2 separate regions of the Gossypium arboreum genome follow, and region 1 is linked to region 2. A link is a contact called in public Hi-C data. All regions are on one chromosome and are shown on one strand. The core of a region is the stretch at or near the end of the contact, and the rest is flanking DNA. Distances in the headings are between cores, read along the strand shown.

What was found. Hi-C and Micro-C count contacts between places; a contact is called where the count stands out from the background.
Region 1: a contact with region 2 is called in a Hi-C map of leaf, with 4 times the contacts expected there. The contact joins the promoter of LOC108476377 here to the promoter of LOC108474554 in region 2. A contact is called at or near these places in 2 of 5 Hi-C or Micro-C datasets (both in leaf).

The regions. Positions count from the first base shown.
Region 1 is chr3:117,873,375-117,880,506 of ASM2569848v2, reverse strand. LOC108476377 (amino acid transporter AVT6A-like) reads left to right here and starts at 1,426. Exons shown (of 6, transcript XM_017778584.2): 1 at 1,426-1,528; 2 at 2,009-2,773; 3 at 2,869-3,021; 4 at 3,099-3,302; 5 at 3,703-4,168; 6 at 4,318-4,864. The coding sequence starts at 2,350. The coding sequence ends at 4,351. LOC108476378 reads left to right here. Exons shown (of 3, transcript XM_017778585.2): 3 at 1,068-1,416. The coding sequence ends at 1,214.
Region 2 is chr3:117,482,206-117,488,606 of ASM2569848v2, reverse strand. It overlaps LOC108474554 (growth-regulating factor 1-like), which reads left to right and starts at 1,273. Exons shown (of 4, transcript XM_053026219.1): 1 at 1,273-1,995; 2 at 2,647-2,856; 3 at 3,059-3,419; 4 at 3,520-4,618. The coding sequence starts at 1,608. The coding sequence ends at 4,255.

The sequences.
Region 1 (7,132 bases), core at 177-2,676, 390 kb before region 2:
GTTATTATTGTTGTTCTTTTGGCATGATCCTTACCTGTATTTAGTCTTGATGATGATGATCAATGTTGTGCAATTAAAATATGCTAGTAACTTTCAAGTTAGTATAATGGCAGTTTAATAAGAAATATTTAAAAAATACTTAGCTTTTTGCAGATGGTATCGATTAGGCTTTGAACTAGTTAACTTTTACTATTTAAGATGTTGATCTTTTTTCTTGTGGAGCCTGTTGGAAGTTCAATTTTGTACATTTTAGGTGGAACTTAGTTTCCATTGACTAAATCTCTTTCATTTTCATGTTCTGAAGTTCGTTTCCATTTTCCTTTTGCTTATTTTGATTGAGCACACACTTTGCATGGTTCCCCAAAATGGTGTTTGCAGGGGAAATTACTTGACAATAACATAGTTTCGGGAGTCAGGACCACAAGTGTTCTTTCTTTCTTTTCCTGAACTCATTGTTTTCAGAGTTGATAGCTGGTCAAGGGTCGCTTTATATTGTTCTGAAGCTTCATTGTTGTCTCACTGAATTTGTAGCTTTCTGATGCCAGTCTTATTGTTTTGTTTCTATTGAATGTTTTATGTTGTTGATAGGTGATCCTTAATCCGTCTCTAGTTTTCCTTGTTTCTGATTCTTGGCTAATTGCGTTTTGACCGGGCAACGCTATCATATTCCTTAAGGAACAACAAGGCAACTCTAGTATTCTCTAATTGTTAATATCCACTGGAACCTTTGCCCATTGTATGTCTGTTTGAAGAACTTATTCAATCAGTGTAGAAGCCACTGAAGTTTTGGCTATACTGCTTATGACCTAAAATTAATAGCCTACCAGTGATAAAATTGATTAAGGAAAGATGTGAATTCTTGATGTTGACAAGTGATAAGCTTTTCACTTCGTCCTCAGTCTGTGCCCCTTCTACGTACCTTTGTTGGCTTTATTCATAGGCTAACAAAAATATTTTCTCATAATGTAATGCATGTTGTTATGGGGAAGGATCAATTAATCATTCATCTATGTGCCTGATCCAGGAAATACCTTTCCGAAAAGGATGATCTATGTTTCTTATTACAGGAACTAAGTTCAATGGGTGACTTCTTCAGACCTTCAGATGTAGAAAGGGCTTTGTGGAGTTCAGCTGTAGGCGTAAAGTTGCAGTCTTCACAGACAGCTCCGGACAAGAAGATCAAGGGAAGCAACAAAAGAAAGAGAAAACATTGAATTATCTATGTGCAAGATGATGGAAACTTTTGTGAGTTCTAACATGGCCAAGTATTAATCTTGTTTACTTGATACTAACACTTTATCAATGTGATGTTGTGCCTTGGTCATATATCTGGCATACATGCATGGAATGCAGCCTGAAATACCTTGTGTTGGATTTAACTGTTTTAGTATGGTTAACCCTCTGATATTAGTTAAATATTGACAGTAGCACAGTACCATGCTATGGCACCTTGCATGAAGTTACTTTGAGAAAATGTCAGAGACCCAAGTTATATGATGAAACCCTTGATCCATCTTTAACTTACGAGGTAATTTCAGTCCTTTTTTCCCCTACTTTATGGATGGTAATTTGCTTGTGGGTGGAATGGTAAAGTGCAGTGCAGGTGCTTTAGATTCAAACCACAGCGTTGTTGAAAGCTAGGTGAACGTACCACCCGGGTTTGGTACTTGAATTAACTAATTAAAGGGACCACGTTAGGCATTATTAACCCACCCACAAGCAAATTAGGGTTGGCCGAAGGACAATGGTCCATTTATGGACTCTTTAATGGTTAGCCTAGCTGTTGCAAACTGAAAGCTAAAAAAGGCTCTCAAATGGCAGAAAAAACATAATTTACACCAATGAAATTCTCGTTTTCTTGGTAAAACAAAATGTAATTTAATAATTGAACCAAAAAAAAAAAAAGAATGCAGTTTTACTATAACAGAAAGAAGTAACAGGAAGGTTTAATAAAATTTCCATTTTGAGCAACCAAAAGCTTGGTTTTTTTTTTTTTTTTTTCATGTAGGGAGATGAGGTCATTGGTTTATAGGTGTCAAGTCGCCATTCGCTTTCCTTGTACTTCCCGTAACCGTTGTGTTATTGGAGCCTTTCCCTTTCGATCTATAAAATTACACCAAAAAGAAAGGCCGTGACGGACGAAATCTTCAAAGCCCAAAGGACCCTCTCTCGCTGGCTGCGTTTCTATTTTCTGGAAACTTTCACGGTAGTTACACGTGTTCGCAATTTATCGTCGGGTCACTTCCCGCGTGAAGACCTTCCCGACTCGGGACTTGCTATCATCTTCAAAAACTTCCTAAGTCTCTTCTTCTTGAACGGCCTCATTCAACGGCTTTAACCACCAAAGTGATGAAAATGAATATTATGCCCTCCTTCTCAGACAGTAAACACCGACGGAGTCCCCGAGGAGAGGCTCTCCTCCCACAAAAGCAGGGCTACCGAGTACTCGAGACTCCCGAAGCCGGCTTTGATGGGGCTTCAACTTCAGGAGCCATTTTCAACCTCTCGACCACAGTTGTGGGAGCCGGTATCATGGCGCTCCCAGCCACCGTCAATCAGTTGGGCCTAATCCCGGGTCTATTCGCAATCATATTCGTCTCTATGCTAACGGGATCATCCATCGATAAGATACTTAGGTTCAGTCGAGCCTCCAAGTCGGCCACGTATTCAGGCGTTGCCGCTGACGCTTTCGGTGGGACCGGCCGTAACATCCTTCAGGTTTGCATCGTCATCAACAATTTGGGCATGCTTGTGGTTTACATGATCATCATAGGTAAGTTTGAAACCCTCCCCCAAAAGAAAAAAAAATTAAGCTTCGTGGAACGACTAATTGCCCTTCGATCACCTCTGAATTTGAATTGATTGCAGGTGATGTGTTGTCGGGGACATGGGAGGATGGGTTCCACCACAAGGGAGTTATGGAAGAATGGTTCGGTGAACACTGGTGGACAACGCGTTCGGCTTTGCTCATGTTCACCACGCTCTTCGTTTTCGCACCTTTCATTTCATTCAAACGCGTTGGTAACTAACTCACTCCTCAAAAATTCTAAATTGCTGCTATACTTTTATTGAATGCTTGTTGTTTTTCGTGATTTTAGATTCATTGAGATACACATCGGCATTGTCAGTTGGTTTCGTGATTGTATTTGTGGCAATAACAGCGGGAGTTACCATTGTTAAGTTGATGGAAGGGAAAATCGAAATGCCTCGTTTAATGCCGAAACTTGAAAACCAGGCATCGTTTTGGAAGCTTTTCACCACTGTTCCTGTTCTAGTCACTGCTTATATATGCCACCATAACGGTAAGTCATCAGAGATTGATTCCTTCTACACTTCTAAGTATTTATTATCATAATTTGGTTTTGTTTAGTTGTTGGTTCAAGTTGATTATCTTCCAATTTGTACCAAATTAGTTGCATCTTTGAGTTGATTGAATGCTTTAACGGTAAGAGATGCTTAATGTACCTGTTGATACCTAAAACTCTGCGAAGAACAAGTAATCCATTTATGGTTCAACATTACATAGAATTACAAATATGATGCGCTATTGTAACAAAAGTTTTCTCTGAAATAAGTGTTCCAACAACTCTCCTCCTTACATGGCAAATATTGTTAAAATTTTAATATATGCTTGTTTATATGACAATTGATCAACCCTTTTGTTTTTATCTTTTTCCTTTTGTCTTGGATACACCTGTGCAGTACTCCCAATAGCGAATGAACTGAGAGACCCTACACAGATGAAGTTAATTGTTAGGAAGTCCCTCATGTTTTGCTCTTCTCTCTACATTGCCACCAGCTTCTTCGGATTAGTTCTGTTTGGAGATCATATTTTGGATGATGTGCTTGCCAATTTTGATGGTGATCTTGGAATTCCGTATAGCTCGTTGCTCGATGACTTGATCAGAGTGAGCTACGGGCTTCACTTGATGCTTGTTTTCCCAATTGTGTTTTTCTCCCTTCGTCTCAACGTAGATGGTCTTTTATTTCCATATGCCATTCCTATTGCCTTTTCCGAAAAGAGGTTCTTCTCAATGACAGTAGCTCTTATGGGTTTTATCTTTATGGGAGCCAACTTTATTCCTAGCATCTGGGATGCCTTCCAGTTCACTGGTGCCACCGCCGCAGTTTGTGTTGGTTATATCTTTCCAGCTGCCATCACCCTTAGGTAAAGTAATAGATGTTTTGTTGAATTCAGTGTCAAATGAACTTTCATGCAACCCCTTGTTAGATGGTGTAGTACTATATATGTTTATAACAGAGTGCACCAGACATTAAAACTAGTATTGAAGATTAGCTACTGGGTTCTTTATGCAGGGACATGGAATTGCAACAAAGAAAGATAGACTAATATCATGGATGATGATATTTCTTGCCGTCTCAACAAGCACGGTGGCTGTGACAAGTGACATTTATGGCATTTTAACAGTTGACAAAGGAGTTATAACCTGATTCTATCGAGGTGTCCGTTTATATATATCCAGTGTTCCGGGTGCAGTGCACTGTTGGAAACCAGAGCTAATGGGCAAGGAGACGATCTGGGTTCTATTCATGCGGTTTACCCTCAAAGCTAACTTGACAAATAGGGGATATGTTTTATATGAGCTTGCTGGGAATAAAGTGAGTTTTCCAGCGTGTCATGAGGTTTGATATGACCTTTTCGATGAAATTCAAGGTGATTTAGCTGTTAGTTCTTGGTCCTTTAGGTGGGTAACAAATAGGAAAATTTTATTGATTGATTATTCATGATCTAAATTTAATTGAACGTGTTTCTCATTATGTAATCAAACTAAATTCTTACCGTTGCATGGGTTACTGTATTATTATTATTTTTTGAGAAGTTAAAGTTACAATTTGCTTAAAAGTAGATGTATTTTTCGTATATTTGGATTTTTATTCGAATTTATTCTTTACTTTTCAAAGTAAAAATTTAAGTCTATTTATTAACACTATTAAAAATTTTTGTTGAATTTACTGGCAAAGCATCTCGAAATTTAAAAAAAAAAAATTCGTTTGGTATCCATATAAAAAAAAAACATTATAATGGACATCAATTTAATAAAGAATTCTAATAGTGCTAATAGTTCTTAAAATTGATATCATCATTCTAATTAGAATAAATAATTTAGATTAGTTAATGACATTATAAAAGTTAAGATATCAAATTATGTCAAAATTAAAGTATATGGATTAAATCTCAAATTTGAGCAAAATATAGTAAATTGTCCATAGGCGGGCCACCCGGTCCATCTAGAAGATCTGCCTAAAAAGTAAGAGGGTTTAGGCAAAAATATAGGCCTGAAAAATAGGCTTGGACAAAAAAATAAGTCTCGTTTGAAAAACAAGTTAAGTCTCGGGTAAGATTTTTTGGCTTAAGCCTAGCCTGAATTTGTAAAAAAAAAAATTATGTTGTTTTATTGTCATTTTACTATTATATTGCTACATTTTGTTGTTATTATTTGAATATTGTATAACTTTTGATTTATTGTTAATTTTAATATTATTTTAGGAACATTCACTTGTTAAGTTGCATCTATTTTAGTGTTATTTAAGTATAAATTTTTTAATTTATTTTAATTTTTAGAAAATATTTATTTTAATTTTTAATCTATTTAATGTATTATATTTTTTAAAAAATTATATAAAAATAAAATAAAAATTTTAATACGGACAATCCGAATCAAACTTGAGCAAAATTTAAGACTATTTTAGGCGGAGCTCATTAATCAGATCTAAATTTTTGTTAAGGCCGATAGCGGCCATGAACAACTCTAAAATATAGAAATTAAAAAAAAAGAAAATTAATCATTGTTATAGGCAGAAGAATTAAAATTGAAATTGACCAATATGTTCGCAAAGGAAAAGACAATGGACAGGTGTCCAGGCACTTTTATATTTATTTATATAAGTACAGATTTTCATATTATTTGTTTGATTTTACACTTTAAGTCATATTCAGATATTATAACAATATTTTTGGTTTATAAAAATATTATAATTTTTGTGAAAAATTATTATTTGTAAAAATAAGAAATTATATTTATACTATTTTGAAAATTATAGTGCAAACCAAATGTTGATGTTGAAGTATAGTGCATTTTTTAAAATATGCATATATTTTCTCCATAAGTGTGAAATTAATTTTAATTACTAAAACTGAACTGATGTTTATACCTTTTAAATTTTAAAAAGTAACAAAGTTATGCCATTTAAATAGTTAATTGTATTATTTTATTTAAACTTCAACTTATTAATATTTAAAAATAGATTTCATATGGTATTAGTCTACTTCAAATTTAATAAATTTAAATATGGAATTTTAATTTATTTCTTTAAATTTCAAATTAATAAATTTTCTCTATTTTGGTACGTTAAAAATAAAATAATTTAATTTAATTAAAATTAGCTAATTAATCAACAATTAAGTCATTGAATTTTAAAGTTTAAAGTTGATTTTTATAAAATTTGTTACAAAAATTGAATAATTTATGGATAAAAATATACTAGATGGTATATGAAGGAAAAATTATATATAATTTTAAATTTTTACAGAAATTATATAACGACTTACATGAAAAACCACAACTCATATATTCTTAAATTTTATTGTTGACAATTTTTTATTTTGTATTTTTTCTTATCTTTATTGATGAAGAGGGCAACTTCCATAAACTCTCAAGTAAATCTGAAGTTATTGCGAGTTTTAGAAGACTTATGTCTTGGGCAGCAAACTAGGTACGTTCAAAGCCGAAAAACAACATAGAGTGTGAGAATTGATGTAAAATAATAATAATAATAATTATAAAAGCAATTAAAGTGAGAAGCGATTGGAAATACGACCCCTTGATCGAGTAGAAGTAGAAGCAAGGCTGGCGATTTGCTTCTCCTAATTAGAGTGAGAGTTTGAATGGACTTAGGAGTTTGGAGAACTTGACTTTGCTGCTGGAAAAACAAAGAAATTAAATCAGCAATTAAACAGCAAATACGATAAACAAAATTGAAGGAAAAGCCAGAGTAGAGTAGGTTTGAGGCAAGAAGAATGATTGAATGTCTAGAAGCTTCCAAGGGAGAAACCAACTCCGGAATGCTGCCTTGATATCTAACATCACAAAAATAACAACTAGATTAAGAT
Region 2 (6,401 bases), core at 24-2,523:
CACATTAAATATAAATAATTAATTAATAGATAATATTATAATAATATCTATACTATTTATTAAATATTTTACTGAGTTTGTGTCACTTCTAATCAAGTCATTAATTCAATTAGAAAATTACATAAATGTCTTTTCATAATCAAAATAGGTTATACTATTTGAAGGCATTTTGTGTTTTCATTTCATTTTAACAAAAACTAATTAAAATATTATTTAAACCTTCGACAATTGAATTAATAAATCTTAAATTTACTATTCAATCAAAGCTTCATTTTAATGTATATATTATATGTATATATATATATTTAACATAATCTCCATTAGTTGTATATATCGATAATATTGTTAATTTAGTTGGTGTCACAAGTCAACTTGATATTAACTCATAATTGTTGACAAAATCATTATAAATAATTGTAGTGCAACTAGTATTATTTATTTGATATATTTATGTGTTTAAATTTTATTTTACTTACAATTTAATCTTTTTTATTTTAACCTTGTACATTTTTCATATATTATTACAATTAATTAATTTCAAACCATACATTTCTTTATTCATTGTATGTTATTTTAGATACACAATTGTTTTAAATATGTGATTTTCGGATAGGATTTCTAATTTTCTTAGAAGAATAGAATTAAAATAATGTCGAACAATAATTATTAAACTTATATTTATAACAAATTACTATAATACTCATAAGAATAAAATATTAAAAATAATATAATTAAATATACAAAGAATAAAAATGCAAATAAATAAAACATATTTAAATAATTGATAAAAGAAACAAAATCGTAATTAAATATTTAGAAGTTTATAGTCAAATATATTATACATAATTAATATGGTATTTAAATGCATAAATTATGTTTTCCCTTTTCTTTTATCAAGATAGATAAAAGGAAAGAATTGTTTAAGTTTGAAATTGATTCCTAATATATAATATATTGAAATATTCAATAAATTAGTAATATTCAACCTAATTTTATATTATTATTTTTGGTAACCCCAAATTTTTATTTCCATTCTACATATAAAACTCAAAACCCAAAAAGATTTCTTAAAAGGTGAACCGAGAAAAGTTAAAAAGTGCTGAAGTTTGCACGTTAAAGACAAATAAATCCTCCATGTATCTGACAAAGAACATTTTGTTTAGAGTAAATTATCCAACTCTCGAAGGAGTTTTCTGTAATTCTAATACTCCCAACAGAAGAAAATTATTATGTGAAAGGGCTTTCTTAACGTGTTAGAGTGATCTATGTTGTATCAACTCAAGTCTTAAATATTGGATAAAACTTTTCGTTACTTAAACAATGGCAGCAGCAGCTCCTATATATTCCTAATCTCTATATACTATATATCCATTTTTGTATGTATATATACAGAGAGTGTGGTATTTAAGACAAGCTCTCACTGTTTCTATTTATTTATTTTTCTCTCTAAACATCAAATCTTTTGAAAAAGACTAGTCTGGTTTGATTCTTGAGACGAAGCTTAAACCATGAAGCTTTTGTTTTTAGTTCTTGCAATAACCCAATGGTTCATTTCTCGAGTCTAGTGCTTTTGTAAGTAGGGGGGTTTGGGGGGGGGGGGTTTCTATATGGATTTTGGGGTGGTGGGTTTGGAGGGTATTGTGGGTTCAGAGACTAGTACTGGTTTTACTTTGGTTGCTTCAGAATCTGAGACAAAGCAGAAGTTGTATGGATCTGCGTTTCTCAAGCAAAAGAGATCTGGCAGTAATGAAGATGACTGGAGGAGTTCAAAGCTGGCCAAATTTGATGATATTTCAGCCTCCAAGGCAGTGCTGTCCCAACACAGAAATACTTTATTTCGATCTAATACCTCTATCTTCTTTGATGGACAACAACAGCAGCAAATGCTGAGCTTTTCTGCTCCCAAATTAGAAGCTCTTTCAATGGGGAGGAGTTCCCAAAATGTCATATTCCCTTACTTTCATCTCACATCACCAGCATGTACTAGAAATACAGGTATATATATATATTGGGGGGGATTGTTAATGATCTATTCAACAACATTTGTGGAAATGAAATACAGCATGCTTGTGAGTTGCAACCAAGGATCAGACATGTTTTGTTTTTGGTTTTCTGATTTGAGTTTCTGGTGAAGGTTCTTTTCATGGAAATCTAAGAGTGGTGTTGTGTTTTAGAGTCTTGTCAATCATCTTCCTGATTTAGGGGTGAAAAATATTTTTGGTAATAATCCAAACAATGAGCAAGGGAAGGAAAGAAGAACATTTGTGCAAGAAGGAAAGAATAATAGTGGAGAGTGAGAGAATCAAATGGTCCATCTTTTGATTGTTTTGGGGTTATTCTTATGTTTCCTTTTTGTTATCTTTACCTTTTCCCCCATCTTCCTTTTATGTAATGTTTGCTTGTTGTTTCAAAGGCCACAAATCCATCACTCAAATGTTGCAGACAAGTTTATGATTTCTGGATTAACTTGCCTTCACCACTTTCTAAACAGTCCCTTTTTCCCTTTTTTCTCTTAAGAGGAAAATCTAAAAACTTTTTCATTTCCACTATGCTGCTTTGATAGCCTTGAAAGTTTTTGGCTTTTCTGTCTTCATATGTTTTCTTTTTGTTCCGTCTTTTTTTGATGGTGCAGTCTTTTTGTTTCAGGCTACAATACTGGAGGATTTAATGGTGCAAATATGAATGGTGGACCATTCACTTCATCTCAATGGATGGAGCTAGAACATCAGGCTTTGATCTATAAATACATGACTGCAAATGTGCCAATACCATCAACTCTTCTCATTCCTATAAGAAAAGCCCTTGATTCTGCTGGTTTCTCTAGCTTTTCTGGTGGACTCCTCAGACCCAATACATGTAAGTTCCTGTCTCTTGGAGAAGTAAGAAAATCAAAACTTTTTCCTTTGTTTTTTAACTGTTCATGTAATTTGTATCCAAACGCAGATTTAACTAAGTACATTTTCTTCTGTTTGTTAGTTGTAGTGCATTTTTTTTTTGTTTGTTAATCTGTTTTGTTCACAAGGGTGTTCCATTTATTTGTTCTTGGGGTGTTTTCCAGCAGTGGGATGGGGAGCTTTCCATCTTGGGTTCTCAAACAACACTGATCCGGAGCCAGGACGGTGTCGTAGAACAGATGGAAAGAAATGGCGGTGCTCAAGAGATGCGGTTGCCGACCAGAAGTATTGTGAGCGGCATATGAACAGGGGCCGCCATCGTTCAAGAAAGCCTGTGGAAGGTCAATCCGGACGTTCCACCGCATCCACCACCACTACTACCACCAAGCTGATGCATTCTGTCTCGTTCTCTTCAGCATCAGTGGTAGGGCCAAACGGTGGAAACGGTGAGTCCAACAGCCTCACCATTGCACAGCAGCAGACTGCTGGTGAATCAAATCTTTCGCACTCTGGTCCACTAAACAGGTGATACGATAATCCTCCCAGCATACTTGTAATTAACATATATCGGTATTTGACGAACTAGCCATTGATGGATTCAAAATCTATTGGTTACTTTCTGCAGGTGGCTTCTGAATAAAGAAAGCATTGGTGAAAGAATGCATGATACTGCTCCTGGGAATGAGTTTGGAGTTGTTTCTTCTGAGTCACTCCTTAACCCTTCCCACAAAAGCTATTCCCTCATTAAGTGCATTAATTTTGGCTGTTCTCAAGATCTTGATAGTCAAGAAACCGAATCACATCGATCAGTTCGCCAGTTCTTTGATGGCTGGCCTAAAACCCAGTCCGACTGCTCTTCCATTTTCTTGCCTGAAGCTGATGTTCAATCAGACCGGACTCAGCTTTCCATTTCAATGCCGATGGCGCTCTCGGATTTCATGTCCTCTACTTCGTCACCCAACAATGAAGATGTAACTCATTCACCTCTGCAATTATCGCGAGAACTTGACCCTATACAGATGGGATTGGGAGTAGGCAGTGTTGGTAATGAAACAAACTGGAGGCAAGCGAATTGGATCCCCATCTCTAGGGAGACTTCCATGGGCGGTCCTCTGGGTGAGGTATTGCACAGCAATAACAGCAGCAGCGCAGAGTGCAAGAACTCATCGGCACTTAACATTATGACAGAGAAGTGTGATCATAGCCCTCGGCTCGGATTGTCTCCTACAGGGGTCTTACAAAAGACCATGTTTGGTTGGCATTCGAATAGCAGTGCTGGAAGCAGTCCAAGAGCAGAGAATAACAAGAATGATCTCCTTGGTTCAACCATAGTTCATTCTTCCTCTTTGCCAGCTTTGTAACCACTTCATCCACCGAGGCAAGTCCTGAAGAAGAAGAGAAGCATGAATTTTATGTACGTTCCGACAAGCATGAAGAATTAGTTATGAAAGCTTAATTATGATGTTAAACCCTAAAATACCTTCTATTTTTTTATCCAGGGTTTGTGCCGCTATTATATCAAATATATCCAAGTAATTGGGCGATGGTAGTTGTTTAAAGTTGAACAAAAAATTTGATTTGGTTTTATTGTTGAGCATGGCCGTTGTTAAGTCACTGCTGTGGACAAAGGTTATAATTTCAATATATAGTGAACATGGGAGTTTGAGTTGAATATATATAGCCATGGTAATAATAATAATCAAATCTTGTTCGGGAGGGTGAAATTTAATTCCACTTAACAATTTTACATGTGTTCTTTTTTATTAAATATTTTACTGGCAATCGAAGTAATTTCCTTTTATTTATATACTTCCAAGTTTTTGATATATTTGAGAATTTTTACACTCTCCATACATCGGAGTTCGTCCTTATTGGAGTTTGTTTTGTAAAATGCCACATAAGTGTTTTAGCTTAAATGTTAGAAAAATATTTATAAAATAATAAAAGTTATTTAAATTTTTAATTGAAAATTGCAATTAATACTCAATTGAATCTTTAGAATATCGTTTTTGGTCCAAATCCTATCGAGTCGTTTATTGCTGAGGCAGAAAATGCTAAATTGAATAGTTTAATTGATATTTTTAATTATTTTATGAGGATTAAATGATTTTTATTATAAAATTTTAAAAAGAAATTTTAAAAGTATTTTTAAAAGTACTTAAATATATATATATATATATATATATATATTTGTTATTTTGAAGGATTGGAGACTTCGTTTTCGGTAATAAAAAATGAAGAACTTAAAAGTGTGATGGTGACCAGGTTAGTATCAGGTTTCAAGTGAGGGTTTTGAGTGACAATGAATTTAGTGTTTGATTATTTTGGTTGCAGAGAGGTAATGTAAAGGATGCTGATAAGAATGAACTAAAAAGACAATATAAGGAATTGTCATAAAATAAAAAGCTTTACTAATTTTTATCAAAAGTATGTAAAATTTATTATATTGTAATAATTTAAAAAATGATAGAATTAATTATATAAATATTTTAAAATTATTAAATATTATAAAATTTAAAACAAGACTTTATAAAATTTTATCATTTTAATAATTTGATATAATTTTTATAACTTCTTTTGGTGATAAACAAAGAGAAAGTTACATCAAATTAAATTGAGCGAAAACATCGCTAGCTTTCTCTTATTAAAGGAACCCCAAAACTTCATTAGGTGTGACATCAATAACATGTAGGCTTGACCTCAATGCTAAACTCAATTTAGCTAAATAGTCAGCAACTAGATTACATTCGCTGGGAACATATCTTATCCGCCATTGACATTTAGCTCTTATAATCCATTGGACTCTCCTAAACATTGTGATTCCTAAGTCCGCCATCGCATTGTCTTGTAAAACTCTGACAACCTCCAGATTATCTATTTGAGTTATGGCCCTTCTGATACCTTACTAAGTAGAACAAGAAAACCATTTAAAATGCCACATAATTCAGCCTCAAAAACTGTACATCTTCCCAAGTAATGATAAAACCTCAAGATTCAATTCCCATACTGATCACGCAACACACCACCAGTCAAAACATTCCCATAATCTCTTGCCATTGCACCATCAATGAATAAATGCATCCACGTTCCTTCTAAGGTTGCATGAGAACCAGAAAAATGGCTAGTGCATTGATCCCCATAAAGGCTTAACTCATATTGCTGTGCCCAACTAAAAGAAACCTTGACAATCTCATAAGCCATCCAAGTTATGCCTTGGAATATAAACAAATTCCTATTCTTCCAAATTCACCAAGAAATAAGACCAAAAAGGTAAGACCAAATAACCCCTCTACCAAATAACCTCACGTGACACCCAAGATTAGAAGTGAACCTGTCATGTAATGTAACACCCTCAACTCGATCGATTTTTCTAATCCAAATATCGTGCATTATTGTAACGCCCTGATTTATTAATTTTTTATGAATCCTGTAATAATTAGGTCTCTGTATCAGTGGCTAAGTGCTTTAATTCTATGTTTGAGGTATTGGGTTTGAGTCTCAATTCAA